Linked DNA regions of Mus musculus: regions 2, 3, 4, 5, 6 and 7 are each linked to region 1. A link is a contact called in public ChIA-PET and HiChIP or PLAC-seq data. All regions are on one chromosome and are shown on one strand. Each heading gives the region's core, a stretch centred on a gene start, on an enhancer-like site or on the middle of the called end of the contact. The rest is flanking DNA. Distances are from core to core; before and after follow the strand shown.

The links. HiChIP or PLAC-seq counts read pairs in DNA pulled down with a chosen protein or histone mark. ChIA-PET counts read pairs in DNA pulled down with a chosen protein or histone mark.
Region 2: a contact with region 1 is called in an H3K4me3 HiChIP or PLAC-seq map of bone marrow-derived macrophages, with 5 times the contacts expected there. The contact joins two enhancer-like sites. A contact is called at or near these places in 1 of 15 datasets of contacts at CTCF or cohesin (large pre-B cells), 2 of 484 Hi-C or Micro-C datasets (bone marrow-derived macrophages and common lymphoid progenitors), 15 of 115 datasets of contacts at active chromatin or transcription factors (T-cell acute lymphoblastic leukemia, bone marrow-derived macrophages, cardiomyocytes and 8 more) and 1 of 9 other capture datasets (embryonic stem cells).
Region 3: a contact with region 1 is called in an RNA polymerase II ChIA-PET map of memory CD8 T cells, with 12 read pairs. The contact joins two enhancer-like sites. A contact is called at or near these places in 2 of 484 Hi-C or Micro-C datasets (the G1E-ER4 cell line and embryonic stem cells) and 2 of 115 datasets of contacts at active chromatin or transcription factors (bone marrow-derived macrophages and memory CD8 T cells).
Region 4: a contact with region 1 is called in an H3K4me3 HiChIP or PLAC-seq map of bone marrow-derived macrophages, with 4 times the contacts expected there. The contact joins two enhancer-like sites. A contact is called at or near these places in 2 of 15 datasets of contacts at CTCF or cohesin (CD8 T cells and large pre-B cells), 7 of 484 Hi-C or Micro-C datasets (B cells, the P5424 cell line, cerebellum and 4 more), 10 of 115 datasets of contacts at active chromatin or transcription factors (acute myeloid leukemia, astrocytes, bone marrow-derived dendritic cells and 6 more) and 2 of 9 other capture datasets (embryonic stem cells and embryonic trunk).
Region 5: a CTCF HiChIP or PLAC-seq map of the NIH/3T3 cell line shows a contact between it and region 1, with 6 read pairs. The contact joins two enhancer-like sites. A contact is called at or near these places in 1 of 15 datasets of contacts at CTCF or cohesin (the NIH/3T3 cell line), 2 of 484 Hi-C or Micro-C datasets (B cells and CD4 T cells), 5 of 115 datasets of contacts at active chromatin or transcription factors (cardiomyocytes, epiblast stem cells, fibro-adipogenic progenitors and 2 more) and 1 of 9 other capture datasets (embryonic stem cells).
Region 6: a contact with region 1 is called in an H3K27ac HiChIP or PLAC-seq map of extraembryonic endoderm stem cells. The contact joins two enhancer-like sites. A contact is called at or near these places in 1 of 115 datasets of contacts at active chromatin or transcription factors (extraembryonic endoderm stem cells) and 2 of 9 other capture datasets (adipose tissue and liver).
Region 7: a contact with region 1 is called in an H3K27ac HiChIP or PLAC-seq map of T-cell acute lymphoblastic leukemia, with 4 times the contacts expected there. The contact joins two enhancer-like sites. A contact is called at or near these places in 3 of 15 datasets of contacts at CTCF or cohesin (CD8 T cells, large pre-B cells and pro-B cells), 58 of 484 Hi-C or Micro-C datasets (the 63-12 cell line, the AML12 cell line, B cells and 38 more), 19 of 115 datasets of contacts at active chromatin or transcription factors (the 230-238 cell line, the HPC-7 cell line, the SCID.adh cell line and 12 more) and 6 of 9 other capture datasets (adipose tissue, bone marrow-derived macrophages, embryonic stem cells and 3 more).

The regions. Positions count from the first base shown.
Region 1 is chr7:110,162,507-110,166,916 of GRCm38.p6, forward strand. No RefSeq gene overlaps it. Among named protein-coding and RNA genes, the nearest start is that of Wee1, 43 kb to the left of the region's middle. RefSeq lists an enhancer at 303-3,815. Within about 2 kb of position 1,790, at least 301 of the 459 cell types and tissues checked have an H3K27ac peak or open chromatin away from gene starts, as enhancers often do. A contact at or near this core is called in the NIH/3T3 cell line, the P5424 cell line, T-cell acute lymphoblastic leukemia and 3 more, where this site is marked.
Region 2 is chr7:110,666,761-110,671,170 of GRCm38.p6, forward strand. No RefSeq gene overlaps it. Among named protein-coding and RNA genes, the nearest start is that of Gm21123, 31 kb to the right of the region's middle. Within about 2 kb of position 2,306, at least 43 of the 459 cell types and tissues checked have an H3K27ac peak or open chromatin away from gene starts, as enhancers often do. A contact at or near this core is called in bone marrow-derived macrophages, where this site is marked.
Region 3 is chr7:109,740,046-109,744,455 of GRCm38.p6, forward strand. Tmem9b (TMEM9 domain family, member B) reads right to left here. Exons shown (of 5, transcript NM_020050.1): 4 at 3,502-3,636. Among named protein-coding and RNA genes, the nearest start is that of Tmem9b, 10 kb to the right of the region's middle. Within about 2 kb of position 1,841, at least 31 of the 459 cell types and tissues checked have an H3K27ac peak or open chromatin away from gene starts, as enhancers often do. A contact at or near this core is called in memory CD8 T cells, where this site is marked.
Region 4 is chr7:110,552,781-110,557,190 of GRCm38.p6, forward strand. All of the region lies in intron 2 of Sbf2 (SET binding factor 2), which reads right to left. Among named protein-coding and RNA genes, the nearest start is that of Gm46027, 51 kb to the right of the region's middle. Within about 2 kb of position 2,666, at least 19 of the 459 cell types and tissues checked have an H3K27ac peak or open chromatin away from gene starts, as enhancers often do. A contact at or near this core is called in bone marrow-derived macrophages, where this site is marked.
Region 5 is chr7:110,523,573-110,527,982 of GRCm38.p6, forward strand. The region is part of intron 2 of Sbf2 (SET binding factor 2); the gene reads right to left. It also overlaps the pseudogene Gm10087. Among named protein-coding and RNA genes, the nearest start is that of Gm46027, 80 kb to the right of the region's middle. Within about 2 kb of position 1,964, at least 25 of the 459 cell types and tissues checked have an H3K27ac peak or open chromatin away from gene starts, as enhancers often do. A contact at or near this core is called in the NIH/3T3 cell line, where this site is marked.
Region 6 is chr7:109,849,632-109,854,041 of GRCm38.p6, forward strand. It overlaps Scube2 (signal peptide, CUB domain, EGF-like 2), which reads right to left. Exons shown (of 22, transcript NM_020052.2): 4 at 2,803-2,937. Among named protein-coding and RNA genes, the nearest start is that of Scube2, 14 kb to the right of the region's middle. Within about 2 kb of position 2,605, at least 87 of the 459 cell types and tissues checked have an H3K27ac peak or open chromatin away from gene starts, as enhancers often do. A contact at or near this core is called in extraembryonic endoderm stem cells, where this site is marked.
Region 7 is chr7:110,446,072-110,450,481 of GRCm38.p6, forward strand. It overlaps Sbf2 (SET binding factor 2), which reads right to left. Exons shown (of 41, transcript NM_177324.2): 8 at 3,824-3,932; 9 at 943-1,056. Among named protein-coding and RNA genes, the nearest start is that of Gm46027, 160 kb to the right of the region's middle. Within about 2 kb of position 2,115, at least 2 of the 459 cell types and tissues checked have an H3K27ac peak or open chromatin away from gene starts, as enhancers often do. A contact at or near this core is called in the P5424 cell line and T-cell acute lymphoblastic leukemia, where this site is marked.

The DNA.
Region 1 (4,410 bases), core at 540-3,039:
GCTCATTTCCTTTGTCTCTTAGTTCAGATCTCATCTTATCGATTACCCCCTACCCTGCCTAACCAGATGCTAGTAGCATGTCTCATCTAGCACTGTTCTGAGCTTTCTCTCAGCCTTCTCTTATGGATCAAATCGCATGAGTTCTAGGCCAGTCTGGTCTCCACAGCAAGTTCCAGGCCAGCTAGGGCTACATAGTGAAACCCTGTTTCAAATAAAGAAAGTGTCCACAGACCTGCAATCTCTCAACTGAAGTTTTCTCTTCTCAGGTGACTCTGGTCAGCTGGAGGGCAGCAGGTTTTTGTTTGTTTGCTTTGCTTTTCCACTTTGTTTTGTTTATTTGTTGTGCTGCAGACCTACACCAGACTCTTAAGCATTATAACCCATCCCCCCAGGCAATTTCCTGTGTAGCTAGGGATGGCTGACTGGGAACACACTGTAGTTGTAGCTGTGCCTGATCTTAAACCCCTGATCTTCCTGCTGCCACTTTTCAATTAAGCTAAGTAGTTAAGAACACTCAGTTAACAACTGTTTGCAACTCCAGTTCCAGGGAATCCAGTGCCCTATTCTGGCCTATATAGCTCAAGAGTCTGTTTTTAAAATTATCATATCGTTAGGGGCTAGAGAGCTGATTCAGTTGCTAAGAGCACTGGCGGCTCAGTTTTCCCTATGACCCAGGTTCAATTCCCAGGGCTCACTTGGTAACGCACAACCATCTGTAACTCTGGTCTCAGAGGACTCTAACGCCCTCTCCTGCCTTTGGTGGGCACTGCATGCACATGGTGTACACATATACACATAAATAAAAATACAGGAGGGGAGAAAAAGTGGCAGTTTTGAACTCCTAATTACCTGCCCTACCTCTCAGATGGGCGGTGCTACCCACCCATCTTATTAGATTTGTTAGCGTTTTTTTTTTTCTTTTTTGTTTTTGTTTGTTGTTTGTTTTCTTTTGAGACAGAGTCTTGTTGTGCAGTTCAGGCTAGCCTCAAACTCACATTCTCTGATTTTGAGGTGCTAGATTACAGGCTATCACCAATATATCTGTTTTATGTAGGAGGCTGGCGGGGGGGGGGTTGTTTGGTTGTGAGTTTTTTTTTGTTTGTTTGTTTTGTTTTACACAGGGTTTCTCTGTGTAGTCCTGGCTGTCCTGGAACTTACTCTGTAGAACAGGGTGGCCTCGAACTCAGAAAGGTGACTGACTCCCAAGTGCTGACTGTAAGGGCACGTGCTACTACCACCCAGTTCTGGTTTGTTTTTCTGTATAAAGTTTTATTCATTTGAGATACTCTCAGCTTGAATTTTGTTGGAGACAGTTTTTCTCAGGCTATTATTATTACTTTTTAAAACTCTGTTTAGTGTTCATGGTTTTGAATTCCCTTGTAATATTTTGTTATTTAAAGCTGGAGAATTCCAATATTTATCCACAGATAAAACGTTTACTCTAATTGATATTGCGTGTCTTTGTCTTTAAAACATTTACCATTTTAATCCCTGAAAGTTCATTTGATGTCTGACTTGGAACTTAACATTTTTTACACCTCGAAGTTTTCATTCACTTCCTAGAGCAGCGCTCCTGCCGAAGCTGCTTACCTTACTGAGGTATTTGGAAATGTTACTTCATATCGACCTGATCAAGTTTCTCCACGTTTGCTCTGTCTCATGCCCTTACTGCCGTATTTGGAAATGTTACTTCATATCGGCCTGATCAAGTTTCTCTACGTTTGCTGTCTCATGCTTTTCAGTTGAACTCAGCTTCTATTTTTAACTTCAATTGAGCGGGGTTAAAAGGAACGTCTCGCCCCCTGCTGGCGCCCGTGGTCCCGGGAAGACCGGACAAAAGCCACCACGTGGCTCACATCCTGGGCTCAGTTTTCTTAGGAACCCAGAGCCCCATGCTTGCTAGGCAAGGGCCCCAACCCTGATCAACGCTTTAGCAGGCGTCCTTTTGCTCAAGTCTAGAGCGTCACTGGTGCCAACTCTCCAACACAGGGAGGAATTGGCTTTGCTTAATTTTGCTGCAGAGTGGGCTGGCCCTGCTAAATCCAGGGTACCGGGCACTTAACACTGTGAGGTCGCTGTGCGGAGCTAGACTCTGGGCGCTCCCGTTTTTTCCTCACCACCCAGGTGTCCATTTTCTCTTTGCCGCGACGTGCCTGCATCCTTTTCTGCCTTGGAATTATAATCGAAACACTCGGTTCAGTCGTGAGAAACATGTTTCATATATGCAACGGGTGCTCCGATGTTTCTACGACTAGCCTTAGGAGCCTAGAGTACGGTTTGGTGGTCAAAGTCATGATGAGAAGCAGAGGGTCTGAGGGGTCGGAGGGAAGGCACGATGAACAATATTAGAGAGCATTACTGGAGTTACCGAGGCTAGGCAGTCCGCTGGGTTATGCACTACACCCAAGAAGTCTGCGCCGCCCCGTGGTGCCAGTGCGCAGCCGCAGTCCCGTAGCGGGACCGAGCGTTCCCAGCAGAGGGCACTCACAGACAGGACATTCCGCAAGCTCTTCCTGGGTGACCCAGGGACTGCACCTGTGGCCTGGGTTTCCCTTGATCATGCCCTGACAACCCGCGTCTGGGAAATTCAGTCAGAATCAATCCAAGACCACAATTTAGAGACAGGTAAGCTTGACGGTGGTTGCAGCGTTTGGTGAAACAAAACGTCAAGACCAGCCTCTGCTACATAGAGAATCTGAGGCTATCCTGAGTTACAGTGAATCCTGTTTCAGAACAAATCCCTCAAAGTCCCATTGTCTCTCTGGCCTTGAAGCTCTTGAGCCCCGGATCTAGGATACTGCTTGTTGGACTAAAGGACTCACTAATCACCTTTCCCAACCCTGCCCAGGTATACCACCTCTAGTAAACAGACTTAACTAGTCTTTGAAGGCAGTAGTTCTTTTCAATGAATTCCTATTTATTTATTTTCTTATTTATCACCGTCTGTAAACAGGCTTTGAAGGCAGCATGTGTTATAAGATGTGTTTATTCAAGCCTACCAGGGGTCCTTAACCTGGGGGTTGACTCAAGTAGAACATTTTAGGATCCAGGGTTATTCATGAAACTGGGTGAGCTGTTTCAACTTTTAGGCAGACGTGCAGTGTTTTTGGAAGGAAGTCCAGTAGTTTTTCTGATTACCAAAGAGTTCTTAAGTTTAGTTTGTGGGTCCAGGGCTCGGAACAAATGGCTCAGTGATTAAAGCACTTACTGTTCTTCCGGAGGACCCAGGTTCAATTCCCAGCACTCGCTTCACAACTGCCTGTAAGTCCAACTCCATAGGATTCAATGCTCTCTTCTAGCCTTAGTGTAGACACACATACGTTAAAAATAAAAATAAGTCTTAAAAAACAGAAATGCAGGCTGCACATAGCCCTTCCTTCAATCACAGCTATGGAGGCAGAGGCCAGCAGATGGGTCCCTGTGAGTTCCAGGCCAGCCAGGGCTACATAATAAGACTCTCAAGGAAAAAAAAAAAAATCTCAAATCAATGTTGGGCTAGGAATGTATGACCATAACACATAACCCAGGTGTAGTGGCTCATGTCTATAGTGGAGAGATAGATACAGGAGGATCCAAAATTCAAGGTCTTCTTTGGTTATACAGTTACTTTGAGACCTTGCTTCTTACATATAAATAGTAAATGAAAGGAAATAAAATCAATGTTATAAATTCAGGACTCTGCAGAAAAGGACCCCCTGCCCTGAGACCTGGAGTGTTGCCTGGCCTCTACAGGAGGAGTCATGCAAAGTCACTAGGCCTGGGTTTCTCTCTCTCTTTACAGAAGGCCCCCATCTCCACCCAGAAAACTCCAGAGGCACGGTTGTTTCCTTTTAAAGCCATGTTAGGCCCAAGTAGATGCACTTCTGCATTTTTAGCATTTAAATAGAAATGGCTCTCTGGTGGGTTTTCCCCTGCGTTAGTCATGCAAATGCTCTATGCCTCACTTACCACTCAGTTTCGGTGCCGGGATGGTTCTTTTGCACGCGTCCTGCTAAGACCCTTCCTCACCTCCTTGTATGGGAGTCCCTGGGGAAACTTGAGTGCTGACTTCACCGTGCTGGGATTTTCCTCAGAGTACCTGGGGGATTAAAAATGTGCCGTTTTTATGGCACAGAAAAAGAGAGAACACAGGTTGTTCTAGTCATGAAGGAAAGGTACTGAATCCCGTTTATAAGTTTACCACGAGAACTTTGTTTCGTTTTTTACTTTAAATTTTGTTTATTTTATTATTTTATTTATTTATTTATTTATTTATTTATTTTGGTTTTTTGAGACAGGGTTTCTCTATAAGCCCTGGCTGTCCTGGAACTCACTTTGTAGCCCAGGCTGGCCTTGAACTCAGAAATCCGCCTGCCTCTGCCTCCCGAGTGCTGGGATTAAAGGCGTGCGCCACCATGCCCGGCTCTTTTT
Region 2 (4,410 bases), core at 1,056-3,555, 500 kb after region 1:
GCTTGTCTGGACGGCCACCAGATCTTGAGGGCCAGTATTTAGCATCTGAATACATAGCAGCACCAAGTCAGCCCACAACAATGTAAAAATATTTATGTAGTTTTAAATTATGTGTGCGTATGTTTGTGAGTTTGTGCACATGAGTGCAGATGTCTGTGGTGTCCCGAGAAGACACCCATAGCTCCCGGAGCTTACAGAGTGTGTAGCCATCCAAAATGGGTTCTAGGAACTAACTTGGATCCTTTTCTAGAGCAATTTGTGCTCTGAACTGCTGAGCAGTGTCTCCAGCCCCAGTAAAGTATGATTTTAAAAAGGAGGCTACGTCCACACAGAAGCAGAGAGAGGTGGGGGTGAAGCTGTGGGTGTGTGTAGGAGACTCTGCTGCAGGAAAGTTAGAAAGACTGGAGAAGGAAGGGGGCGAGAAGGCAATGAATGGAGACAGGGGATTAACAATTTTTCTGATTTACTTAACTGAGAAATAATTTTGAATATACAACTTCCTCTTGGTATCCACAGGAGTTTAGGTCAAGATTCTCCCAGACAGATGTAAATCTTTGGATGGCCCTGACCTCTTTATTTACTAAATGTTTAGGCATAAAATGTAATGGGTTTCATCATGGCCTCTTCAAACATATCCCAGCCTTTTACATAAAATGCTTTAGCACTTGTGTAAAACAACCTTTTATGGACTTTTAATTTGAAGACATCGTTAGGTGTAAATATTACACAGGTAGTTGCTAGACTCTACTGCTTAGGGAATAAAACCAAGATTGTCTGTACATATTCAGTATACATGAAGTTAAAATTTTTCTTTCTTTCCTCCATTTGTTCTTCCTTCCCTCCCTCCCTCCCTCCCTCCCTCCCTCCCTCCCTCCCTTCTTTTCTTTTTTCTTTGTTTTCTTGGGGAGGCAGATCCTGCTAAGCCCAATCTCTTCTCACTTGAACTCACTGTGAAACCCTGGCTGCCTTCAACCCCACCCCCACCCCCAGCGTCCCAAGCTGGGGTTACAGATATGAGCCACCACGCCAATTTTTTTGTTTGTTTGTTGTCTTCCCTCAGTATTTCCCATCTGTATTCAGTTGACTTTGAATATATGAAACATGTGGGCATGGAGAGCAGACTGTCTTTATTATGTACAACACGATGTATTTGAATATGTATACTTTGTGGAACGGCTAAATAAGGTGAAATATATTATATACGTATGTATATATATATACTTTCTGTAGTGCTTAAAGGGTTAAAAAGTATATTCTGCTGGATAGTGGTGGCACAAAACTTTAATCCCAGCACTCAGGAGGCAGAGGCAGATGAATCTCTGTGAGTTTGAGGCTAGCCTGGTCTACAGTCCAAATCCCAGGACAGCTAGGGCTACACAGAGAAACTCTGTCTCAAACAACCAAATACACGCTACACCATTTCCTGAGGACTGTGTTGGGTAGCCTAGGAAAGCACTGTGGAGATGTTTGTACCACTTTGCTCGCTCTTTGTTAGTTCTGTCACATTACATGAGACCAGAGCACAGCCGTCACACACACACACACACACACACACACACACACACACACACACACACGCATGCACGCACACAGTAAAGACAGCACTCTTTAGCCTGCTTGGGAGACTCCTGAGTAATTGCTGATGTAATTGTTTTTTTTCAGAAACTGTAACAGGCTTCTGAGTTATGCATTTGCTCAGTTGGTCTTTGCCAAAAATGGCAGGTGCTTTGTGTCACTGCCTGTTGACAATGGCTGAGCCTCAAAGGCATAGCCGTTCCAGGGTAAAATGACTTGAGGACCAGAGGTCTGGAGGGGTCACACTAGGTGTCCCTGGTCTTCCAGACATTACTATTAGTAAACCGAGGAAATGACAGCCGGTTCAGAGTCCACTGTCCTCAGTGGCACACAAGTCCTAGGTGTTGTCATAGATGTTTTAATTAGGATGTCCAATTGGTTTGAATCAGAGGAATGCAATGTAAGGCTCAGGCAGGCAGGAGCCTCTGACTTACTCAGAGTTATTTGCCTGCGTCTTAGCACAAAGCCAGGCACAAGAGGACCCAAGGCCAAAAGCTTAGGAGACAGACAAGTCCATGTGATGACTCCCGAGTCCTCTCTTTCCTAATTCTTTACACTCCTTGGCACAGCTGCCTGCTCACCACAGGTGTCTCCTAAGAGCTTATGTCCCAGTGTTTCCTTCTCATCCTGGAAACGGAAGTTCACTTTGAAAGTGGCTCTATTGTTTGTCTGCTTTAGCCTCCAGCTGAACGGGAGCAGTTGGCTGCATACTTGGCCAGTCTGCTCACCGTGTGTTTTTGTGATCTGTGACACTTCCTTTCAGATCAAGTATGGTCTGGCATGACAGCAGGAGCCAGCAGACAGAGAGTAGCTAGGATCTACTTTCTACTGGTGTTGTTTGCATTATGATGTCCACAGAACCCCACTTTTCTCTGTCCAGAAAGAAAGCACATGGAACAAAGTGTAGGTGAGTAAGACTGGACCTGAAGATATTTGGATTTGGATCTAGAGAGATGGCTCAGTGGTTTAGAGCCTGTGCTGTGTTGCTTTTGCTGGGGATCTCTGTTCAGTTCCTAGCTTCCATGTCAGAAGGCCATAACTGCCTGTAACTCCAGCTTCAAGGGGTTTAATGTCGGTTTCTAGACCTCTCTCCAGACACCTGCGTGAACTTGCACATATTCCTCCCCCCACCCCGCTCCGGTTAAAAGTTGTATAAATTAAAAATAAGATTTTTGGATCCCCTTGATGGAGAAAGTGAAACAAAATAACCCTTTTATTTATAACTTGTAAGCTGTTTTGTCTCCTAAAAGAGGAAGCGTCTAAAGAAGTGCTTCCTGTAGGAATACTATTCTTTATTATTAAAAATCATGAGTAAATAAAAGCATGACATATCAAAATTAACCATACTCGAGTCTATAAACGTAATGAACTGTTTTTATACAGTTATGGTTGGCGTTACAAAAGGAAGCTCTGGAGCTCTGCATTAGACTTTACACTTTTAGCATGAAATATATTTTATGCACATATTCACCATCCAAACCAAAATGTCCATGCATATTAGATTAAAAAACCTTTGATTTCCTTCTTCTTGAAGCAGGGTCTCACAGTCTAGCCTTGGTTGGCTTGGAACTTGTTTGGTAGACCAGGCTGGCCTTGAATTCACAGGGATATGCCTACCTCTACCTCCTGAGTTTGGCATTAAAGGCATACCCCACCATGCTCCTCGATTTGTTTTGATTTTTGATTTTTAAAGGCAACCCATGAACTCCTAACCTTCCTGCTTCTACTTCCCAAGTGCTGGGATTACAGGTGTGAACGAACCTATACCCAATGTTTTTCCTGCTGTGGGTTGAATCCAGGACTCTGTTCTGGGCAAACACTATACTGGCTGTGTTCCAGTTTCAGCCATAAGAAAAACAAAAAGCAAATAAACAAACCAAACCTGAATTTGGAATGAGGATGATCTGACAACTTGATTCTAAGAACCTGAACTTTTTACTTTGCAAAATTAGGTTAGTTGTTGACATGAATTATAGAGCTGACTTTTTCAAATGGCCCTGGCCTAGTTTTCTTTTGTTACGGTAATAAAACACTCTGACCACAAGCATCATAGGGAAGAGACAGGTTTATTTCAGCTTGCACTTCCAGATCATAATCTGTTATTGAGGCAGGAACTCAAGACAGGAACCTGGAGCAGAAACCATGGAGGAATGCTATTACTAGCTTGTCTAGCTTCCTTTACCATCTCAGGTCTACCTCGTAGGGATGGTGCCACCCACAGTGGACTGGGCTCTCCCATATCAATCATCAGTCAAGACACACTCCTTGTACACTTGGTCATGGGTCAATCCATAATTGGTAATTTTACAACTGAGGTTCCCTCTTCCCAGGAGACTCAGGGCTGTGTCAGGTTAACACAGGACAGGTTCCTTTTTGGAGCAGGGTTTATTTTCCAAGTATGTATTTAAATAATCCATTATCGCCCGTTCTTAGAAATCTTCTGATGGGTAAGTCATCCTTTAGTCACAGGAGCTAGGAAATGCACATGACTGGGGAACAGTGTAACCCTGATCACAGACTCCTGTTAGAAAGAGAATTAAAAAAAAAAAACCCCTAGCTGACTCTAATGGGGATTGTTAGTATCACAAATGTGGTGTTCTATGTCTGGATGCCTGCTCTGGTATCCTTTAGATGTTAGATATTTCCATGAAATGGACCCTTCTGTTCTCAGGCCACCTGGAACAAGATCAGTCCTAAAGCAGAAAAAGAAAGATGTGGGATATGGATGGGCCTTATAGGTTGGAGTGTGGAGAAGTTGCAATCTCCTTTCCCTGAACCTCAGGATTTGGGGGAATCAAGAAAATTCCCATTTTTGGGAGGTGGCTGGCCCTTGCT
Region 3 (4,410 bases), core at 591-3,090, 420 kb before region 1:
TCACAGGCACCAGGAGAATGCAAACAGAGATTTTCACTTTTGCGTGTTTGTTCTTTTTACACCTGATAAAATTACAACGAATACAAAGCATGCTTTAGCAGAATGTTTAGATAACAGAGACTACGTGTCCTGATATATGATAGGACAAATACTACCATTGTCTAAAGGGAACCTCTTGGCTAAGTGTACTCTTTTACCTGCCCTAAAATGTAAAAAAAAAATGGGAAAGAATTTAAATGCCTTAAAAATGAACCCCAAAAGAACTCCCATGTGAGTTAAGCAGTTAATAGGAAGTGAAATTTGACTTCTGTTTGTTCAGTTAAACTCACAGCTTTGGTTGGAAAGCCTTTCTCTGCCTAGAATCAGTCTGACAAATATCAGAGTCAGCTGGGGCTCTTAGTGACAGTGTCTCCAATGGTCAATGTGTAGGCAGAATTAATCACCGATGGGCCAAGTGGTTACTAAGCATACAAGCCCATCAGTTAATGTCGTCTGTCCTCCATGTTTACACCTATGTATTTCTGCACCAGCTTACATTTTGCGTGTATTACACTAACATTTTGTCTGAGGGAGCAGAAGGTAACTAATGCTGTAAGGATGTATTAAAGAAAGCATAAACCTTTGTGCTAGGAACAGAACACTGTGAGGCCTTTGATAGACATTTTATGCCAGTAGTTCTCAACTGGTAGTGATTTTGTCCTCCTGCCAGGTTTCTTAAAGGCAAGGTTTCTCCACAACAAAGGATAATTTAACCCTAGTATCTATACAGTCAGGGTTGAGAACATATAAATGGAAATTACCATGGAAACAATATTTGAGATTCTACTGCTTTGCTATACAAGTTCTCTAGGCATTAATCCTACTATCTGATTTATGTGTGTCCTGTGTTTAAGATTTATTATTGTTAATTATGTTGTATGTGTGTGCATGTGCCTACCGAGACTGGAGGCCAGAGGCACCAGAGCCCCTGGAGCTGGAGTGACAGGCAGTTGTGAGCCATCTGATGGAGGGACTGGGATTGAAACTCAGATCCTCTGAAAGAACAATGTGTGTTCTTAACCACTAAGCTATCTCTTAAGCCCTTTGGGGTCTTGTTTGTTTGTTTGAATTTATTTTGTACTGAGACAGGTTCTCAAGTTGCCCAGGCTGTCACTGAGCGCCCTATGTGACCAAGAATGATCTTTAACTTTTAATCATCCTGCTTCTACCTCCTAAATTTTGGGGTTACACATACATACCACAACATCCTGCCTGTCTGTGCTTAGTTTTGTTTTTAAATTTTAATTTGTTTTATTACATCAGATCTCCAGACTCACCTTTCTCTCAGCCTACCAATATATTTCTGAAATCAATTGTTCTTAATTAAAATGATTGTTTTGTGTATGTATGATGTGTATTATGTGCTTGTGTGTGTGTGTGCTGGGGAGGGGGGAGTATAGGTCCATGGGAAGGCCAAGGCAGCTGTATGGAGGTCAGAGAACAGCTTCAGGTATCAACCTTGCTGGAGGCAGGGCCTTTGATTGCTCACCGCTGCATGCATGAGGCAAGCGGGCCCTGCGTTTCTGAGAAATCTTCTGCCTCTGCCTCCCATTTTGTAGGAGCACTGGGGTTTCAGGCAGACAGGTGCTACTGTACCCAGCTTTTACATGGACTTTGAGATTCAAACTCTGGTCTTTATGCTTGCATACCAAGTACTTTATCTACTAAGCCATCCCCACACCTCCTCCTGATGGTCTTTAAAACTATCTGCAAGTTTTAGAAAAGCTAGGTGTGGAGCCTGTAGATGCCCCAATCCCAGGCTCTGCAGGAGGTGCTAGTGCTACCCTTAGTGGTTACACTGTAGACACTGCGAATCAAATAACAGGAAATATGTGAATTAAATAAAATGTTTCTCTTTCCTTTCCTTTCTTTTTGGTGTGGTTTCTATTGTTGTTGAGTTTCTTCATGTAGATGAAGCTACCCTCAGACTTGTGAGTCTCCTGTCTTAGCCTCGAGAGTACTAGGGTTACAAGTCCCTATCCCCAGCCGCAATGTTTTATTGAGTCAAGGGCTCGCTAAGCTCCTCTAGCTTCCCTTGACCTTGTGATCCTCCTGCCTCTGCCTCCTGAACACCTAGGATTTCCTGCACTAAAAATACTTTTGATGGTGGTTAGCAAGTTTACTCCAGGCTTGGCTTTGCACTTGACTCTTGAAATTACACTGGGTTTTATCCACTTTTAGGAATGTAGTAAATAAAATGAAAAGAAAAAAATCATTCTAAATAGTAATTATATATGATAATGGAATATTTGGAAATATTCTACATATGACATTGATAGGATTAATAATCAATTCTCTAAACTATACTTAACAAGCTTATAGATTGTGTCAATTCCTAGACATTTTTTTACGTGTTTCTCTGTGTGTGGCATGTACATATGCATGCATGTCTGTTTACATGTATGTGTACACACATGGGTCAGTGCATATGCACATGTATGAACACCTGTGTCTGAAGGCCTGAAGTTGACATCTGGGGTCTTCCTCTCCTGCTCTCTGCCTTACTGAGGCAGGTCTATCAGTTAACAGTGCTCCCTTGTGTGGTCAGTATAGCTAGGCAGCTGGCTCTTGGATACTCTGTCTCCACCTTCTGCTTGCTGGAGTTACAGGCAGGCCACTTTGTCCACACAGCGTTTCTGTGAGCCCCAAGGATCCAAACTCTGGTCCTCACATTACACAAGAAGTGCTTTATCCACCAAGCTGTCTTCCTAGCTCCCTTTTAATGAACACTTTTAATGAAGTAATGTTAAAGCCAAAAGGAAACCATCACACAGTTTACACACTGGGAATAACAATCTATGGGCAAACATGTTTTAATTATAGGAGAATCTCTAGAGTGATGGCTACATTTTTTTTCTAAAGTTAAAGAAAAGTACCATTGCTTCTTCTTTAAGCAAAACGATGAAAGAACATACAGAACAGTAGGTTACCTGTACAGGAGTAAGACAAGAATGTCATGGCCTTCATCTTCCCCTTTCAATGGAAATGCTTGCCTTTTTTTCTTTTGTGTTTTTGGAGATACGGTCTTACTGTTTAGCACTGGTTTTCCTGGCTCTCACTATATAGACCAAGCTTGCATCCAATTTACAGAGATCTACCAGCCATGACATCCCAAGTGTTGGAACCAAAGGCATGAGCCACCGCTTGCCTTCAAAAGTATCAGGTGATAGAGGCAAAATGTTTTGCAGGGGCCTGAGGAAAAAGCCTACCCCGGATGTTTTCCTGCGCATGAACAGCGAAGGCTCCTGGATAAATCCTCACCAAGGACCACCAGTTGAAATAACTACATCTACAGCTTGCTAGAACAATTTCTTCATCGAGAGATACACACTAGTTAGAACATGCATCAGTGTCTAAGTGAGGACCTGCAGTCTCATGGAAAGATCTACCTACGACCATTTCCACCACACCATATGAGGGCAGAGGCTGGCAATGAGCAGCTACCGCAGCACCAGAACTTACCCCAACGTCATCATCGCTCTGCAACAGCTGGGAGTGTCCAAAGAGGCGCCTCTTCAGGATGGGCTCAACTAAGGTAAGATATACCATGTACAGAAGCAGAAGGCCCAAAATAGAGAGATAAATTATAATGGTAACCTAAAGGATAAAGAAAAGATGACACACCTCAGTGCAAGGCAAGATAGCAAAGTTTGTTCAGTAACAGTGACATCTTGGGAAGCCTGACACATCTACTTGGAGCACAGGGTTGTGTACAGCCAGAGCCCAGCAGAAGAGGCAACCTGAATCCACCAAGGCAGGAAAAGAGGGAACAAAGTGGTGCCTCTGGGTCTTTTTGTGGGTCCCCACCACCCCATCATTCGCCACTGTGGCCTGCACCGTTGTTTTCCTCTTCAGCTGAGCACAGCATTCTGCATTCCGCATCACTGCGGAAACCACCCACAGGAATCCTAGCTGAATGATGATTCCAGCGGGTTTCAAGAGAGCATCCCTTCAGATTGATGGAGGTCAGCAGAAACGGCTGTCAGGACAGTGATTTGGGGTATTACATCATGTGCTGCCACTTGACATCCCCTCAGTTGGCTGTAATAATACAGAACACACTCTGGCAAAGGCAGGGAAAGGCGGAACCCTCACATGCTGCCACCGCTTTGGAAAACTGTCCAGCCATCTCTTCACAAGCCAATTTACCACTCTGTGAATTTTCCCTCGAGAAAAACAAACACATCCATACAAAAACACTCAAGACAGTATTTTTTTTTTCTTTCTGGTTTTTCAAGACAGGGTTTCTCTGTATAGCCCTGGCTGTCCTGGAACTCACATTGTAGACCAGGCTGGCCTCGAACTCAGAAATCCGCCTGCCTCTGCCTCCCGAGCACTGGGATTAAAGGCATGCGCCACCACGCCCGGCAC
Region 4 (4,410 bases), core at 1,416-3,915, 390 kb after region 1:
AGGGGAGTGGAAAACAAAACAAAATGAGCTACTACCACTTCTTCCTACCCACTCACACTCCATATGTATTTGCTGTAAACTCTTAAATTATTTCTGTAGGCCTTTACATGTTAAGACATGTAAGAGGAAGCCATGTCTTCCTACTTCTGCACCTGATTCTAAACAAAATCAAGTATCCTGCTACACATAGTTCACATCAAAATCTGAACCACTTTTGACATCACATTTATCACCCAACATCCACCCTTAACACACATGGTTTAGATGAAACCAGACTGTATTTTGTAATTCTTTAAAGTTGTTTCCTGTATTTTTCAAATCCCCTTTCAGCCATATTACCCACCTATTTTTATTTTAAATAATGATTTGCACAGCTAGCTCTTTTTACCTACAAGCAAGAACCTACATGTTTGCCTACTACACTATATTTTCTTTGATGAAGAAGTTAAAACTCCAAATCTTGGTAAACTCTAACTCCGAGATACTGTAAGGTCTCATTCTTCCATCGTGCTTATTTCTTCACAAGAGGAAGAGAACATTAAAATTGGCTTATATTCCTTTTCACTTGGTTCCCTGGCCAACAACATCAATACTCAGATATTCACTCAGAATTTACTTGCTCTTCTGCCCTCCAGGAGCATTGCACACTGATTACTTCTATGTTACAGCTGCAGAATGTTGAATATGGATTTTATTTCTCTCTTTCTCCAGTGTATACTTATAAAACACAAACTTTATATTAGTCAAATCACTGGGGAATGATTTTAATAACTAAATTAATTTCTCCAAAGGTTCAAATTTAGAAATTTTGGTTGCTTACATTTCAAGCCACAATTTTTCAAACACTTTAATCCTCAAAGAAAATGAGATACACTACAATACCGAGTAAAAGTTTCTGTAACTATTATAGTGAATTTTCTAAATTACAATATAAAAAGATTCAATTCACAAGCAAGGCATCTTAAAAGGGAGCTAGTGCCAAAACAATGCTATTTTTCTGATGCTCAAGACCCAGCCAATAAAAATATTTGTCCCTATAATTTTAAATAGATTGTTAGCCATAGAATTCCTCTGAAAAAACAATTCTCTAATGTTCTTTGAAATACAGTCACTAAATTTAACTTTCAACTTTATTTATATGACTGTCTGTGGCTTTGTGCATACCTAAAAAGCACAAGAAAAGACAAAAATATCCCAGAACTGGAAAAGCAGTTATTATGTTCGGTTTAGCTTATTTTCATATTTTTTATTTTTAAATCTATCCAAATTAAAACTCATCATCTCTACACAGAAGACAAATTCTTTATGAAAAAAATGGAAAGAATAAATTCAGCATCCTCTACATCAGAAATTTAATTAATAGTGAGTAAATGTATAAAACCATTTGGAAATTATGAAAGTTTAGCATTCAGGTTGAACATGCAATCTTTCATTTAGAATTTAAGTATATCATGTATGTGCTATATGAGAAGTAGAGATAGCAACAAAAAAAATTAAATAATGTGCTCTGATCCTATATTTGTCCTTAAATAAGGTAAGAAGCTGGTATCTATTCAATAGCAAGAGCTATGTTTTGGATATAATCCAGCTGTCCCCCAGGGTTCACTGTGAGTAAGACCTTGTCTGGAAGGTGGCTGTGAGTAAGACTTTCACAGTAGGGCAGGACAGTGTTTATAAAGGTCAATGGAGGAAAGATGTATTTCCCGGAAGACCCCCTTGTAGTTCTTATGAAGGAGTCGTTAGAAAAAAACAGATTACCCAGTATCTCTGATTCCCTCTGGGGAATAATTTTAATAACTGAATTAATTTCTCCAAAGTATCTCTGATTCCCTCTGTGCCTACTGCTTGCTCCTGCATGTATGTCCACCATAGCACTCCATACTACAGAGCCTGTACTACTCTGTTTGGACTTTCAATTTCCAAAGCTATGAGTTAAATAAACCTCCTTTTCTTCTCGACCAGTTATCTTTCAGATCCAGCATTTCCACTAGAACACAAATACTACCATAGTTTAAAAATGTCACTTCCAAAACACTATGCCTCGACTGAAAGTAATTAACAAGACTGGCATTAAATACTAGCTTTGTTGCATCCTACCTGATAGACTTTGTTAAAATTATGTACACTTCCTAAGCCTCACCTTACTTGTTTGTAAATTAATACACTAGCACCAATCATCTAGTTTTCATGAGTTTCTCCAAGTATTTATAACTGCTAGATAGTAGCCTTAAAGCTACATGCTCAATGTCACTCTAACTTAGAAATGCTATGAAGGTTTTTTCATATGTATCATCAGGAAAGGGACTATCACCCTGGACAAACAAACTTAGAAACGGAGATAGACTACTTTTGACATATATCTTTCTTTTTACTATTAAGAGTTACAATCATACAGTATATCAGTTACACAAGTTTGTGAAAATTTAACTTTTATTCACCTGAAGTTATTGTCATTTCCAAAGCTTACTGCCTCAGTCTGCCAACCTAGGCCTAGTCCGGGAACCTTCCTGCCTCTGTACAATCTAATCTAGGCCTAGCATGTTTTCAGCCTCTGAGACTTACTGCTGAATAAGCTCACCCTTTCTAATTCTTTCTGAGCTCTGGCTGGCTGGTTCTGTCTCTACTCCTCTACAAACTGAATAATGATTCAGTCTAACTTCTCTCAGCTTCTGCTGACTCATTCACATTAACTCTAGCAATCTGTTCTAACTTCTGGTTCCTTCTCATTCTGTCTTCACCTGTGTCTGGCTTGTTTTCTCTCTGCAATCTGTCTCTGTACAATTGTCCCAGGAAAGCTGCCACCTCCTTTCTTTCTTTCTACTCTGAAGTAGACTCTCTTTCCTCCCTCTTCTCATGGAAGTGGGGCATATCCTATTCTGTCAAAATTTTCTCTGATTTGTCACTTTGTCTGCCACTCAATTAGACATCACTTTCAAACATGGGAGCTTCCTCCTACAAACTAACTTTACCTTCATTGTTGGGGATTAAAGGTATGTACTATGGGTGTGTCTCTATTCCAGCCAGAGGGATTAAAGGTGTGTGCTAAGGGCAGAGTCACACCACAATTAGAAACAGGGTTTTCCAGTAAATAACACAATTTCAGGGTTCACAATGAGATCAAATATTCTGCAACACAAGTTACTGCTGTTCATGTACAGAATCATATATCTAATTTATGTAAGGATAGCATAAGGCAATAATTAATAGTTTAACACTTTTATCAAAGATTAACAGAAGTTTATTCAGTTTTTAAAATGAACTTCAATATTTGTAAGTTAAATTTACTTTGTAAGTACAGGCACTAACAAATCAAAGTTACTCTTAAGTATAAAAAAATGTTAAAGAATAAGAAACCAGTGGGGTTGTGGGGCTGGCTCAGTGGGTAAAGTGCACACCGTGTGAACCTGATGATCTGAATTTGATCCCTAGCACCTAGATAAAAAGCCAGATGTGGTAGCATACACTTACAATTACAGCACAATTTTCTATGACTGTGAACTGGAGACTGAGATAGGAGAAACAGCAGGAAGGTCAAGTGCTAAAAGGCTTGGAGTATGCAGGGCTGCAGCCACAAGAAGGGAAACCCTGCCTCCAGATCAGAATAGGAGAGAACTTCCTCCTGAAAAGTTGCCCTCTGACCTCCACATGAGCACTGAGGCATACACATGCAACACATTCAACATTCCTCAAGTATTAACTGCTCTCCAAAGTTCTGAAATGCTATGGCAAGACTCAGCCAAGAAGTCACATAGAAAGGTCTTGGGTGGTGGCCTCCATTCCACTAAATCAGTAGTATACACCTCCATCTGCCATTGTACTGACACTTCAACTTTTCTTTGAGTTTCTCTCCCTCCCTCCCCCACCCTCCCCCACCCTCCCTCTCTGTCTCTCTCTCTGTCTCTCTCTCTGTCTCTCTCTCTGTCTGTCTCTCTCTCTCTCTCTCTCTCTCACACACACACACATACACACACACACAATCCATTTACTAAATAGTAAAATCAATTTGTCTCTCCCTTACTGCTAGAAAAAAATACCAGATGTATCACATATTTATCTGTCCCCTTGATTTATAAAATATAAAAGTATCCTTCTTGGTCCTAGCAAACTCTCTACCCCAATCCACAATCTCTTTGGCCTACCAATATATGTTGCTCTAGAAACTTGTGAAGGTTTCATCATTCACACTGCAAAAAGGCAGCAATCTATACATCTATATTTTCATGTGAACAAAGACATAAATTCAGAGGAAATTTGATCAAGACCCCAAAATTTCCCCTTTTAGTCAACACTAAAAGGGATGCTCAAACAGTCTAAAACATTTGTAGTACAAATGCCTGGTTATTCAAATAGTAAGACCACTTGAGGAAGCATATGGGACAGAAGAGGAAGAAATGCAAGGGGCACTCCAAG
Region 5 (4,410 bases), core at 714-3,213, 360 kb after region 1:
TTATTTACAAACATACCATGTAGCTTTGATTCTAAGACATATTTTTCACTCTGATATTTCTACAGTCACACTTTTTTTCCAATTTATGATAAACAAACTGACATTAGGTAGACAACAATACATCACAGCAAACACAACTACATACAAAATATTCATTTGAACATAACTTTGATTAAAAATATTTATATTTGTTAAAAATACATTACAGTCACACAGAAAATAATTATTATATTATACAGTATATATTTTATAATTTATATCTAAAATAATTTATATTTTATAATATAAAAAATGTATTAAACAGACTCAAACAAAAAATACTACTACACATATAAAGTAGATGGCCATATACTATGTAAGGCAGATAAATACAGTAGAAAGTATGAAATCTTTAATAACTGGTTACTGATTAACAATGCCAGGAGATGATTACAAATCAATTTTAAAAAAACCAAAACAGTATTTTCCAGATTTATCCCCAAAAAGTTTCAACACGGTGTGTTACTTTCTTGTGTAAGAATCTATAATGGTCTGGGTATAATACATGCCTATAATCTTAGCAGTTGGAAAGTAGAGACAAGAGGAACAGTAGTTCAAGGGTATCATAGTTGAACCCAGTCTTCTTTTAAGAAAACAAGCAAATAAATTACAATGGTTTCAGGCTGGAGAGATGGCTCAGCGGTTAAGAGCACTGACTGCTCTTCCAGAGGTCCTGAGTTCAATCCCCAGCAACCACGTGGTGGCTCACAACCATCTGTAATGGGGTCCGATATCCTCTTCTGGTGTGTCTGAAGATAGCAACAGTGTATTCACATAAAATAAATAAATATTTTTTTAATTACAATTGTTTCTTATTGCCTCCTACTTCAAATACAGATACCTCACAACTTTAAGGCCTCCACTATCTGGCTTCATAAATTTAGAAAATGGCAATTTCCATCCCAACTACCCCCTAGTCCCTGCCTGAGCTCCCTGACCCAGTCAGCTCTTGCCTCTTTGAGCAAGTTTCCATCTTTCCTACTACTTTGCTTTGGTCTGCTCACTACCAGTGTCTGTGTCTCCATAGTGGAAAAAATCCTAACCAGCCTTCAGACTTAATTCACTCACATAGGTTTTGAGTTCTTAGCAGAGCAGAGACACTATCACACAGTTACACAATGGCATGCACCTATCCCTTTCTAAACAATTACTTTTCCCTAATAGATTTTAAAAGCCTTAGGAATGTAGAAGGTGTCCATCTTTTCTCCATCAGAGGAGAGAAACTGAATTACAAGTGGCGGAGTTTTTAGGGCTTGAGTATAGCTTAATGAGAAAAAGCTAGCTGGCTGACAAGAGGCCGTAGGTTCAATATACTGCATGAAAGAATGAAAAGGATTGGAGAGGTGATGGTAAAGGAGGAGAGACTAGATGGGAGGGGCAGGGGAAGGGCAGCAGAGGAGGGAAGGGAGGCTTTAAAGACAGGAAACTCAATCTTAAGAGAAATTAAATAAAATCCTCAAACTTTCAGAGTGACAAAGCAGTACAGTAAGTTCAAAGCTCAGTTGGGGAGAGTTTTGTTTTCACAGTATTGACAAGCAATTCAAGATTATTGAGAGGGGAAGAGTGGACAAGGACTGGTGACCTACCTCTTAGACAGAACTACAAAGATCTATTTGAACTTGGTGAAACAGCCTTACAAGACAGCTTGCCCTAACAATAACCACACACCAGGACTCCTCTCAGGATGAAAGGGAAGCTGTGATGCTACAGAATGTCTAAAGAATGAAAAGTATTTAGTTTAAACTAACAAACAAAAAAAGGGAAGGAAGGAAGGAATATAATACTTCTGGTCAAAAGTCCTCTTTCTGGAATTCATGATGAATGAGAAGAATTTTCATCTTGAAAAGCAATGTGCAACGTGCAGTTCCTCTACAACTGCTATTCACTGAAACAACTGATCTTATTACAAAACAAGTTAAAGAAACAAACAAAGCCTCTTTCAATTGCTGCTCTGACTCATTGTTAGAATTCACCTTTCCTTTCACTTCAACACAGTTACAGATACTGAATGCCAAATGTTAGTTACACTGAAGCACAGGACATTAGACAATTTTAACATCAGTAAACTGAATTCAGCTATCCTTAGTCACTGACTGATGACTCTATTCCTACTTGTACATTTTTAAAGTAAGATTTATGTCCTTCCTGGAAGTTCTTTTTGCATTCCAGATTACAATAGGGACTCAAGTATAACAACAACAACAACATGCATACGTAAGTCAAGCAGTAGGCAGGACAGGACTCAAATTCTTCAACAAAATACTAATCTTTAAAAGATTTTAGCACAATGAAACTAAGTTCTGGTTTAATATCAAACCTTGAAATGTAATCAGAAAATGTATGTTTCTGATCTGTGCTTTAGAAGAAAGTACTTACAAAACTGCTTCCCACTCTATAGGAAGTAGTTGCTTAGACCAGACCATGCATCCAGTGACGAATGCCATCCGGTAAAACAATTACCATCAATCTTCATCTTCCAGGTTTAACAAAACTAAAAGTCTGTTTCCTATAAAGTCTGAAATGATGGTTGAACAGGTTATTTTTAATTTCTAGGATAGAAATAATAAATTTTTTAAAGGTGGTTTTGTAACTGCTCAGAATGATTTTAAACTCACAATTCTCCTGCCCTGGCTTCCCAAGCCATTAAACTTTTAAGCAGTTATACAAGTTCTATATTTAAATTACTTTAACAAATGACTGTTTTTTATTTCTGCTACTCCTGGGGGCAAGACACACACACACACGCACACGCACGCACACATGCACACATGCACGCACACATGCACACATGCACGCACACACGCAAATACCCCTTCCTCTGTTAAAGTCACATCTGCAGGGGGGCAAAGGCTACTAAAAAAAGAACAACCAGCTCTTTCAAGTTCATATCCTGCCAGCAGATACTCTGCAATGGTCAGGGATGTACTGTCATAAGGGAATAATGTTACATACTTAAGAGGGAAATCCTAGGCTCAAAATTAAAGTGGCTGCATTAATAATATACTTAACTACATAAATCTGTGGTCTCTGCCTAATTCTCTGATTTGCGATGTTTTCTAAACGTTATATGACAAAGACTGAGCATACCTCTTCCCCTTGTCTTTTGCAGTGAGTATATTTATAATTAATGGCCACGGTTCTTCTCTAATTGAGACATCGGCAGTTGGGGTGTCGGTGAAAGTTGTCTCTTCCTGTGTGAACTACGTCCCAGGAGCCTACAGAAAAGCGCTGGCTTCTCAAGCCCCTAGGAAGGTGCCTGGCTCCTCCACCTTTGTCACCAGTTCTTCAAGTTCGTCGAGAAAAGCTGAAAATAAGTATGCAGGAGGGAACCCAGTCTGTGTGCGCCCAACTCCCAAGCGGCAAAAAGGCATCAGGGAATTCTTCAGGCTGTCCGCTAAAGAGTCTAAAGAGGAGAGCCAGATTCCTGAAGAAGCAGGAAGCAGTGGCTTAGGAAAAGCAAAGAGAAAAGCTTGTCCTTTGCAACCTGATCACAGAGATGATGAAAACGAATAGAATTTACTCATCTGAATAATGTCTCCAGTTTTTCCACATTACTTACATGTAAATTCGGGTAAATGAGTTTGTCCAATTGGCTTGTTGATGGGGAAAAAAAAATTAGGCTAAAATTTAGCCATTCTAAAGAAACCAGCTATGAGAATGGAGAATTTTTATAATTTGTACATTTGAATTGCATGCTTCCACTTATGCCCTATGCTCTCCTTTCTTACCTGTTAAAGCTTCTTCTTAAAGCCAACATTCCCTGGCACTCTACTTGCTACTCTACGGTCTTTGCTTAGATTTTTGTACTGATGCCATTTTATGGGCACTGATTATGGAAATGACGCCATATTGTTATGGCATGTTTGCTTTAAAAATTTGACTTAGGCCGGGCGTGGTGGCGCACGCCTTTAATCTTTAAGAGTGAGTTCCAGGTCAGCCAGGGCTATACAGAGAAACCCTGTCTTGGAAAAAAAAAAAAAAAAAAAGACTTAGTCTTTTTTACATTAAAATTTTCAATATTAACTAAAAAAAAAAATTAATGGCCACAAAGTATAAGTATTCACACTGTTGTACATCCTTAAAGACCCCCAACAATGCAGCTTAGGTTTCTGGAGGGTTTTTTTCCTTTTGTTTTGTTTATTTAAAAGATTCACTGACTTCAAATCTAATGTCTAAACTGGAAACAACAAGTAAACTATAGATATTTAATTTCTTGTAATGAAACTGTTTTCATAATGCTAATAAGCAACATCAATAAGTATCATTCACCAACTGACAGATGATATCATCCAGCAGCTGATATGGAGCTGGCTCACAGAAATGAAAAACATACACAGAGAGCCAATGAGTGAAATACATGTGCAACAGACA
Region 6 (4,410 bases), core at 1,355-3,854, 310 kb before region 1:
GTTTACTCTGATTATGTGCCTAAGGCATTTGCAAAGTGACTTTTGCTGGCCCTGAGCTGTTCATTTACACAAGAAATATTTTATAAGAAAACCAAAAGTCATCAGAGAAGCTGCCCCTGATGTCCCCTCAAAGCAAACTGGATCTGAAGTTGCCAAGAGGTGATGAGGACAGAGGCGACTCTGAAAATGCAGATGGCTTTTCAAGACGTGACCCCCAAAGCCCTTCAGAGTACCCTAATTCAAAACAAGGTCATAGCTAGAGGAGGCAGATGGGTCTGGTCCAGACCAGGAAGGACAGCTAGAGCCCAATTTCTCTAGGAGCTGGTCTGGTAGCCATGTCCAAAGCTAACGGTTCACCCAAAGGAAGATGCACAGAAACCCCGGAGATGCCCCCACACTTTTGCTCCCTTGCCAGGCTTCCACTTTAGGATATCTCTGGAAACTTAAAGTAAGGATGGGAAATATTGTACAAGACAGGAGATGAGCACTGCTGCAAGCCCAGTCCTCCTTGTCACCCGATGTCGCCTGCAGCTCAGCCAGGGCAGCAGTACACTGTCTAAATACCCCAGAGCAGACAAGACAAAAGAGAAAGGCTCGTTCTGACAGCCTGAACACCCCTGAATGGGAACAAAGGCAGATGGAGGGTGAGGTTTCCCCTCCATTACACGGGTGAAAACACACATTCTTTTCATCACAGCTCTAGGCTTTCTAAGTGTTTTTAACAAAAAAATTCAGTAGCTTGAGTTCCATCCAACTCAGCTGCTAGGTCTCCTTGTTGAAAAATACTTAGTAAATAATTATTAAAACAAAACAGTAGCAATAGAAAATACTAGCCTGTGACATCAGCTCCCCCCCCACCCACCCACCCCCACACACACACATTTTCCATGGTGGATTTTAGAGTCTTTGAATACAATCTCCAAGAGGCTACAGTACACATGAAGGAAGAAGTCCTTAGGAATGTAGAAGTCATTTGGTTGAAGAATTCAAGTTCTATGGTGGAAGTGGGTTGCCATTGCAAACTGCTGTAACCTGCTGGAATTTGCCTAGTAGTCAAACTGAAATTCGACAGAAGATCACAGCACTTCCAGACCACAATAACAATTCTTGGATTTGGGTTTTAGTTCCAGACATTTATATTCACGTTAAGTACCCATCAGGGGATCCAAGAATGTCTGAATTGTGGAAGAGTTAGAATTCTAATACAGCTCACAGAAAGAACTCGTATTTACCTCTGCTCTAAGAAACCTGTAGGAGGGGAGAGGAGAGCTGAGCCAGGGGTCTGGAACACAGGCTAAGTAAGAGACCAGAAGCCCAGGCCGCTGCTGGTGGGCAGAGCCTACGTGGGGGTGCAGAGGCAATGGCTTTACCAGTAGGTCCTTCCTCCCCCCACAGCCACCAGAGGAGAAAGCCAGAGTGACGTCCTGGAAGCAGACTGACAGGAGAGAGCCCTGAGTCAGGTCACCCTCTGCCTGACTCCTTAATGAGTCCCTTCTCTAGGTCTATCATGTGAAACTTCATCCAATGCCACCAGAATCTTGAGATCCCGGCAGGAAGAAAAAGCCACCACTACTATTCAAGGGTCACACCTAACATGAGATAAGAAATCAGAACCAGTGTTTGTGACTCCCCCCACCCCGGTGAGCATTGAGAGTGAACAGATGGGAACAACAGCTATCAAATACACTGCTCCCCAGCACCAAGGCATTCTGTCAAGTGTAGCTGAATCCACCATTCTTGGAAAATAAAAGTAAAATCATCTTCCATGAAGAAACACTTGAAATGTCCACTAAGGCCATGGCAAATAATAAATTTATAAGTCTGTGATTGATAATGGAAGAACTTAAAGTGACTTCACTCTTAAGATATGGGAATCATACGCATCATATGCTAAGATGAGTGAACTGTCTAATATTTGGGCTCTTAAATCTAAAGACAGGAGGAGGCAACACCAAGGAGACACAGCCACTAAGATAAGCCTATTTGGCTTAAGAAAAAGCAGAGAAATAAAAAGATGACATTCGGTAAAAAAACCAACCGATTGGCCACTTGTGCTTGATGCCCCTCCCTCCAAAGACTCCCACAAAGCTGTAGAAATTTAAAAATAGTAGAAATAAAAGACATAAACTCAAAAAAAGACAAACTCAAAGCAAAGATTATGAGAGGAAGGCCTTCAGAAGCGCGGTAATGGCTGAGTGGGAGAGAGCATGGGGGTGGGGGGGGGGAGTCCAGAGAGAGTGTTTTCTCCTGCCCACAACCCCCACAGAACCCTAGAAGCACAGAGCCCAAGAAATGCAAAACTCAGGGAAGGGCCAGAAGTGTCTTGAGACTGTAAGGAGGCTAGTCCGATAGGGAGGGAGGATCCAGCTCCCGCCCCGGCCCGCATCCCCAGCCCAGGGCATAGGGCTTGCTTGCACTGGTACTGCGGTTTTCAGCATCTTTTTGAAAAACTTGGCAAATCACATACCTTATTTCTCTGGAACCATGTACTGAGGTTTGAAATGTTCTCTATTTAGAGATTAGGATCAGAGGGTGTGAAAGTTTGCAGGGACCGCAGAGATCCCGAAGCCTGCCTGCCACGTTGCTAGGTGACAACCATGAAAGGTAACAGAGCTTGCCGAGTCTCTCTAGCAGCACATTGTGGACTTGTCTCCATCTTCTAAGACTTTCTAGACACTCTGCTTCCAGGATAAAGTCTTCTCATATGTGAAGGGGTGGGAACTCTGATGAGACTCCGCCCCACCACCACCACCACCACCACCACCACCACCACCACCACCGCCCTCAGCCAGACTAAGATACCTTCTGAGCGGTGAATGCAAGTGTGCTGATTGTCACTTAGAAAGAAACCTTCTTTGCAGCGACATTCATAGCTCCCAATAACGTTGGTGCAGATGTGCTGGCAGCCACCATTGTTCTCCAAGCATTCGTCCATATCTGGAGAGAGAGAGAGAGAGAGAGAGAGAGAGAGAGAGAGAGAGAGAGAGATTGTCTTTCATGGCTATTTCCAAAGTCCAACCCAGCCAGGAGGCTCAGTGGCTCCTGCTAAGCGGAGACAAGGTTCCTCTTGTCCCTGTATCACAGAAACTCTCCAAGCCAGAGCCAAAGGAGCCTGTGGTTGGTTCACCCAGCCCCCATGGGTCCATGGGTCTAGGGCTCACCTAGTCAAGCTCAGGGAACAAACACAGAAGCCAATGAACACCTTCAATTTCTAAAGCACAGTGCCAGATGGGTGAGATAATGCTTAGCTTCCCGAGAAGGCCTTCAGGAGAGACAAAGACAATGTACAATGGATTCTAAGATAAGAGAAGGGTGGGGCAGAAGAAAGAAGGTAGGTAGCATGTGATTGTGTGCTATCAACACTGTGCCCTATGGGGAAAGCTGATAAGAGATGGGCCTTGGGATCCTGCCGTTACAAACCTGGAGGAGAGCGATTCCAGGCTAAAGGGCCAGAGCCCTCCCCTAGCACAGAGGCGGGGAAGCTCGGAGTGTATTGGATAGCGGTGAGTCATCCCATTTGGCTAGAGCCTGGGAGACGTGGAGGGAAGTCACAGGAGATACATTCAGGAAGATAGATTAAGGCCCCAATGCTTCTGGGTCTTAAATAGGAGGCGAAGGAGCTCCTGTTTCACTGTGGTGGGTGAAGAAGTCAAGGCCCCTTCTTTGGAGGAATCTAAGACAGCGGTAGGGCAGACCAAAAAAAAAAAAGCAAAGCCTGAAACCTGGCTTTCTCTCTGTCTGTACCCAAAACAGCCAAGCTAGGGCTGTGGGCAGAGACAAGCAGATTGGAAGGAGCTGGAGAGGCAGGCATAGAAAACTGCTGGGTAAACAAGATGCCGCAGGGATGTCACTGTTCCAAGGCTCCTTAGAGGACAGGAAGGAGGCTTTCTAGAAAGAAACATGAGGAAGACTAAGACTGATGCTGGTCTCAGAAACAGGAATGAAGACTCAGTTTTGCTCTCAGTGTAGAAAGAGATATCCTAACAGACTGAGCAGGGCCCAGCGGGCATGAGGGAGCAGAGGGATAGAGAACACTGTGGCGTGGCATGAGCCCAGCTTTGAACACCGGTTGCAGAAGACAGGAGGGCCAAAGAATCGGGGAACGAGGAGAACAGGAGCAGAAAGGTGCAAGGCAAGGGGAGAATCCTGTCCGCGACGGGGCAGGGAAGATGCAGAGAAGTCAGCAGGAGCTCCCAGAACCTGGGAAGGCACAGTCAGAAAGGCAGGAAGTGAGGTTCCTCAGACCTGTTACTGCAACCCACCCCTAAGGGAACCGTCCTTCCACAATAGCCTGAGACCCTGGCACAGCTGCCCCGGGCCACTGTCTGGCCTGACTTCTCAATACTCTGTGGGTCCCCATCAGACTGCGCACTCCTGGCAGATGTAGATTTCTGTCTTATAATATAATAG
Region 7 (4,410 bases), core at 865-3,364, 280 kb after region 1:
AATTTGCCATGCCTTAAAGGCACACGTTCATCTCTCTACAAAATAAAACATCCTATGAAGTCTAGAGTATAGCCCTTTTGAAGTGATATGATTTGCTCAATGGCATCAAGTTGCAGAATGGAAACTGAGTCCTATATTGGTTTCTTTCCCATTCTGCCACATTTTGTATTTCAGATTACAAAATTTATTAGGAAACATTGGGATTTTCTAAAAAAAAAAAACCTCCCTTTTATAGATAACCATGACAAAAAACATATGAACTAACATAAAGTAGAATGTTTGCTGAGAATAAAATCATTCCTGTAACTGTATACTTTAAGCTTCTATTTAAGGAAGAAAACAAATTTTCAACAGCCTAGACTAGAGTATTAAGATTATAAAGACCTTAATTCTACTAACATCCTCAAAAAGAATGTAGAATTCTTTGGAACTCGCTTTGTAAACCAGGCTGGCCTCCAGAACTCAAGAGATCCTCTTGCCTCTGCCTCCTTAGTGCTGAGATTAAAGGCAGAGTTTTATTTTCACAATATTTGGTATATAATATCTACTGTATAAATATACTGAATGAGAAACAAATACTCTTTATATAACTATCTACTAAATGAAGGATCCTCTTCTAAAGACTATATAAGAATTTGTTTCAAACATAGGACTCTAAAAATAATTACACTCTAATGGGGTATAGTGGTACATAACTTTAATCAAAACACCTGAAGGGCAGAGGCAGGTGAGACCAAGTCAGCCTGGTCTACACAATAGTGCCAAACCTACACAGAGACAGCACTTCTCAACATAATGTGTGAGTGTCTATGTGTAAACATGTATACACAGAAACACACACACACACACAGAGTTATAGACAATGTTTTTTTTTTTTTTAAATTCCAGTTATCTTAATTTCAGGTTAAATCAAGAAGAATTACCATGAACAAAGAGTCATACCAGAGAAAGTGCTGATTGAGTCTGATGAAGAAGAGGCTCCGGGAGGGATGAGAGGTGAATGCATTCAGGAATTTTAATAGTGCCTCCATCCAAATCTGCTATGATTACATCTAACTAAAAAAGAATTTTAAAATTAACCACAATTCATAAAATACATTTGTTTTAAAGCAAATTGTCCTTAATTAACGCAAACTGAGAAAAACCAAATTGAGAAAGAGGTTCATAGTAAGAGTTCTTAATTACACAACATGTCCCAACTTCCTTGGAATTTGGGTATTGTACAAGAGTGGAAGACGAAAAAATGATATGGGCACTCCTGTGCTTCAGAAGAGGAGAGCTGTAAGGCTCTTCTATGTCTTCTTCTGTCTTTCCATAGGAAGGAACTATGAACTGGCAGCGGCCTAGCATTAGTCATCCCGATGATGACACTACCTGAGGGGACTGTAATAGAGAAAACATAAGGAAGGAGGCCTGGATGGTAAAGGATGCCATGGAGCAAACGACGCCGACACATTGAGGAATTTCTACAAGGTGCTGCGTATTAATGGTAAAATTCCATGTTAACTGAGCTAGTGCATTTGCATTCCATATGAATCAAAACACAAAGCCATATGTATTAAACAATTACTGTTTAGATGTAAAGCCTAGCTTGGGAGTGGTGATGTACATCTTTAATTCTAGTACTTGGGAGGCAGAAGGATGAGTTCAAGGCCATTCTTAGCTATGTAAGGAGTACAAGTTTGTGATAAACCTGTGATACATTAGATTCTGTCTCAAAAACCAAGACAAAAACAAACACCCCAAACCTGATTTGTAGCATTCTAAAAGGTCATATCTAAAAATAACTTACATAAATAACGGAAGATTTTGGTAATGTGATTATAATTCATTCTTATCTTTTTATTAAAATGTGAAGAACCCTACAACTGTCAACATTTGGTTTGTCCTATCTCTATCTTTAGTACTACTAAAATAATTTACAAATTGTATGGGGCCTACTTTTTAATAAACATGCTTATTAGCTTATATATTTTAACATGATGATACTGGAGTTAAAAAGAACTAGATAGATCTGAAACACAATGTTAGGAGAACAGATTGGTATATGTGCAGGGGTCTTCTTTGATCACTCAATCGTGTCAATGACATCTCTGATGTGGTTCCAGCTGCAGTTGCTATGTGAGCCACACTGAAGCTTCCTTTTTGCTAACGTTTAGAAAAGCAGCAGCCTTACAAAGTCTTGTGGATTACAGATATCATGCAACAAAATTCTTTTGGTAAAGAACTTTTCTTATACTCCATGAAAAGTGCCACGTGGTGTGCTCCCTGCACTTGAGGCACAGAGCTTCAGAACACAACCCCTCATCTCACACCAAGAACCCCACCCACTCCATTAGCTGACAGATCTTAAATCTGACAATATACCCAGTGGAATTTGTTTCTGTATACTACACCCACTGATGTTAGTTTTTAGTTTATATATCTCCAAACAACCACCTTCTCCTTCCTCCCTATGCTAGTCTGTAACTATTAACATTTAGTTATTAAATAGTATTAAATTATTACCTGAGACAATTTCCTCAGAGAACAGTAGTTTCCTAAACTTTTGATTCTGAAGTTTTCTGATGCACACTTTTATAGTACCAGTAGAAGCATGATATCCGTAAACAAATTATTCTTGAACTAGCTTTAACGTCTCTAATGTCACATGGACTAGAAATTTGGTGGGAGCTCAAAATGAACTTGAGTTTTACTGAATTTAAACTATTTGCAAACTATTTTATTCCTGTTAGTTTTCAGGCATTCTATATTGGCAGATCTCATTTTAAAATACTAATAAGTTAAGCGCTAGTAAGAAAAGTATGAATAAAACAATGGATTATTAATCATTTATTATCACCTATAGCAGCTGTTCTCACCCTGTAGGTTGTGACAATCCCTTAGAGGTAGATCAACCCTTTCACAGGGCTCACCTAAGACCATCAAAATACATAGGTATTTACATTACAATTCATAACAGTAGCAACATTACAGTTATGAAGTAGCCAAAAATAATTTTATAGTTGGGGTCACCACAACATGAGGAACTGTATTAATTGGTCATAGCATTAGGAAGGTTAACAACCACTGATCTACAGAAATACAGAATTTCTCATATGAGAAATATGGTAATAAATCTGATCTGGTACACAAAGGTTGTTTAAAAGTGAGACACGGTAGCCCATGCCAGGACATACTCAGAGGCTGAAGTGGATGGACTGTTGTGAGCTCAGGACCTTTAAGTTAGCCTAGGCCACATAGAAAAACTCTGCTTTTTGTTTTATTGGTTGGTTGATTAATTAGTTAGTTTGTGTGTGTGTGTGTGTGTGTGTGAGAGAGAGAGAGAGAGAGAGAGACAGAGAGACAGAGAGACAGAGAGAGACAGAGGCAGAGAGAGAGACAGACAGACAGACAGACAGAGGCCGTGATATACATGCGGATGTCAGAAGATAACTTTCGGGAGCTGATTCTGGCTTTCTACTTTGTTTGAAGCAGGGTTTCTCTTCTGCTTCTGTTCACATCAGCCTGGCTGACCTGTAACCTTCAAGCTGATTCCTCTGTTTCTAGCAGGAGTGTTGGAATTACAAAAAATTCAATAAACTCAACTAAGCATTTTTACCCACTGAGTCATCTTATTCATAAATAAATATATAAATGAATACATAATTTCTTCTTTAAACTCCCATACTTGCAAAATTAAATATATTTAGATTGCTTACAGTTGTTTTCCTTCTAGTCTTTCTTTTCTATGGGAAATGCACCTTATTTGAAAATAATAATGATGTGGAAACCTTGCAAGACTGAAACAAAAGACTCAAGATCTAGACATCTGGGTACTTACAAGCTCATGGACATCAGTTTTAAAGATGGAGTGTACGCCAATAATGAACGGAGTTGGAGAACTCAAAACTTCTAGGAGCTGAGCCGGAAGAATGGGGATATACGGGTAACTGGAAATAATTTTTAAAAATTCATGTATGTTATTTTTACACAATATGAACACATTTCCCTTTATTTCTGTGCACTCTGAACCATAAAAATATATTTATTATTTTTTTGAGAATTTCATACCATGCATTTGATCATATTTACCCTGACTCCTCTCCAACTCCTCCCGAATATACCCTCACCACCCTACTCCACCCCAGATTTGTGACTTCTTTTTAAAAAATATTTTTATTAATTCTTTGAATTTGATACAATATCTTTCTTTCACGGTTACTATAATTTCTCTCAGATCTACCCCACCTCCTTACGCTCCAACTCTGTGATGTTTCTTTTTAAGTCTGAATTTAAATATTTATATTTAGAAATTATCAAGTAGGCCTGATATGGTGTGTCAGCTTTTAAGCCTAGTATTAAGGAGGCAGATGTGGGTTCTATGAATTCATGGCTGGCCTGGTATATACACTAAGTTCTAGTGCAATC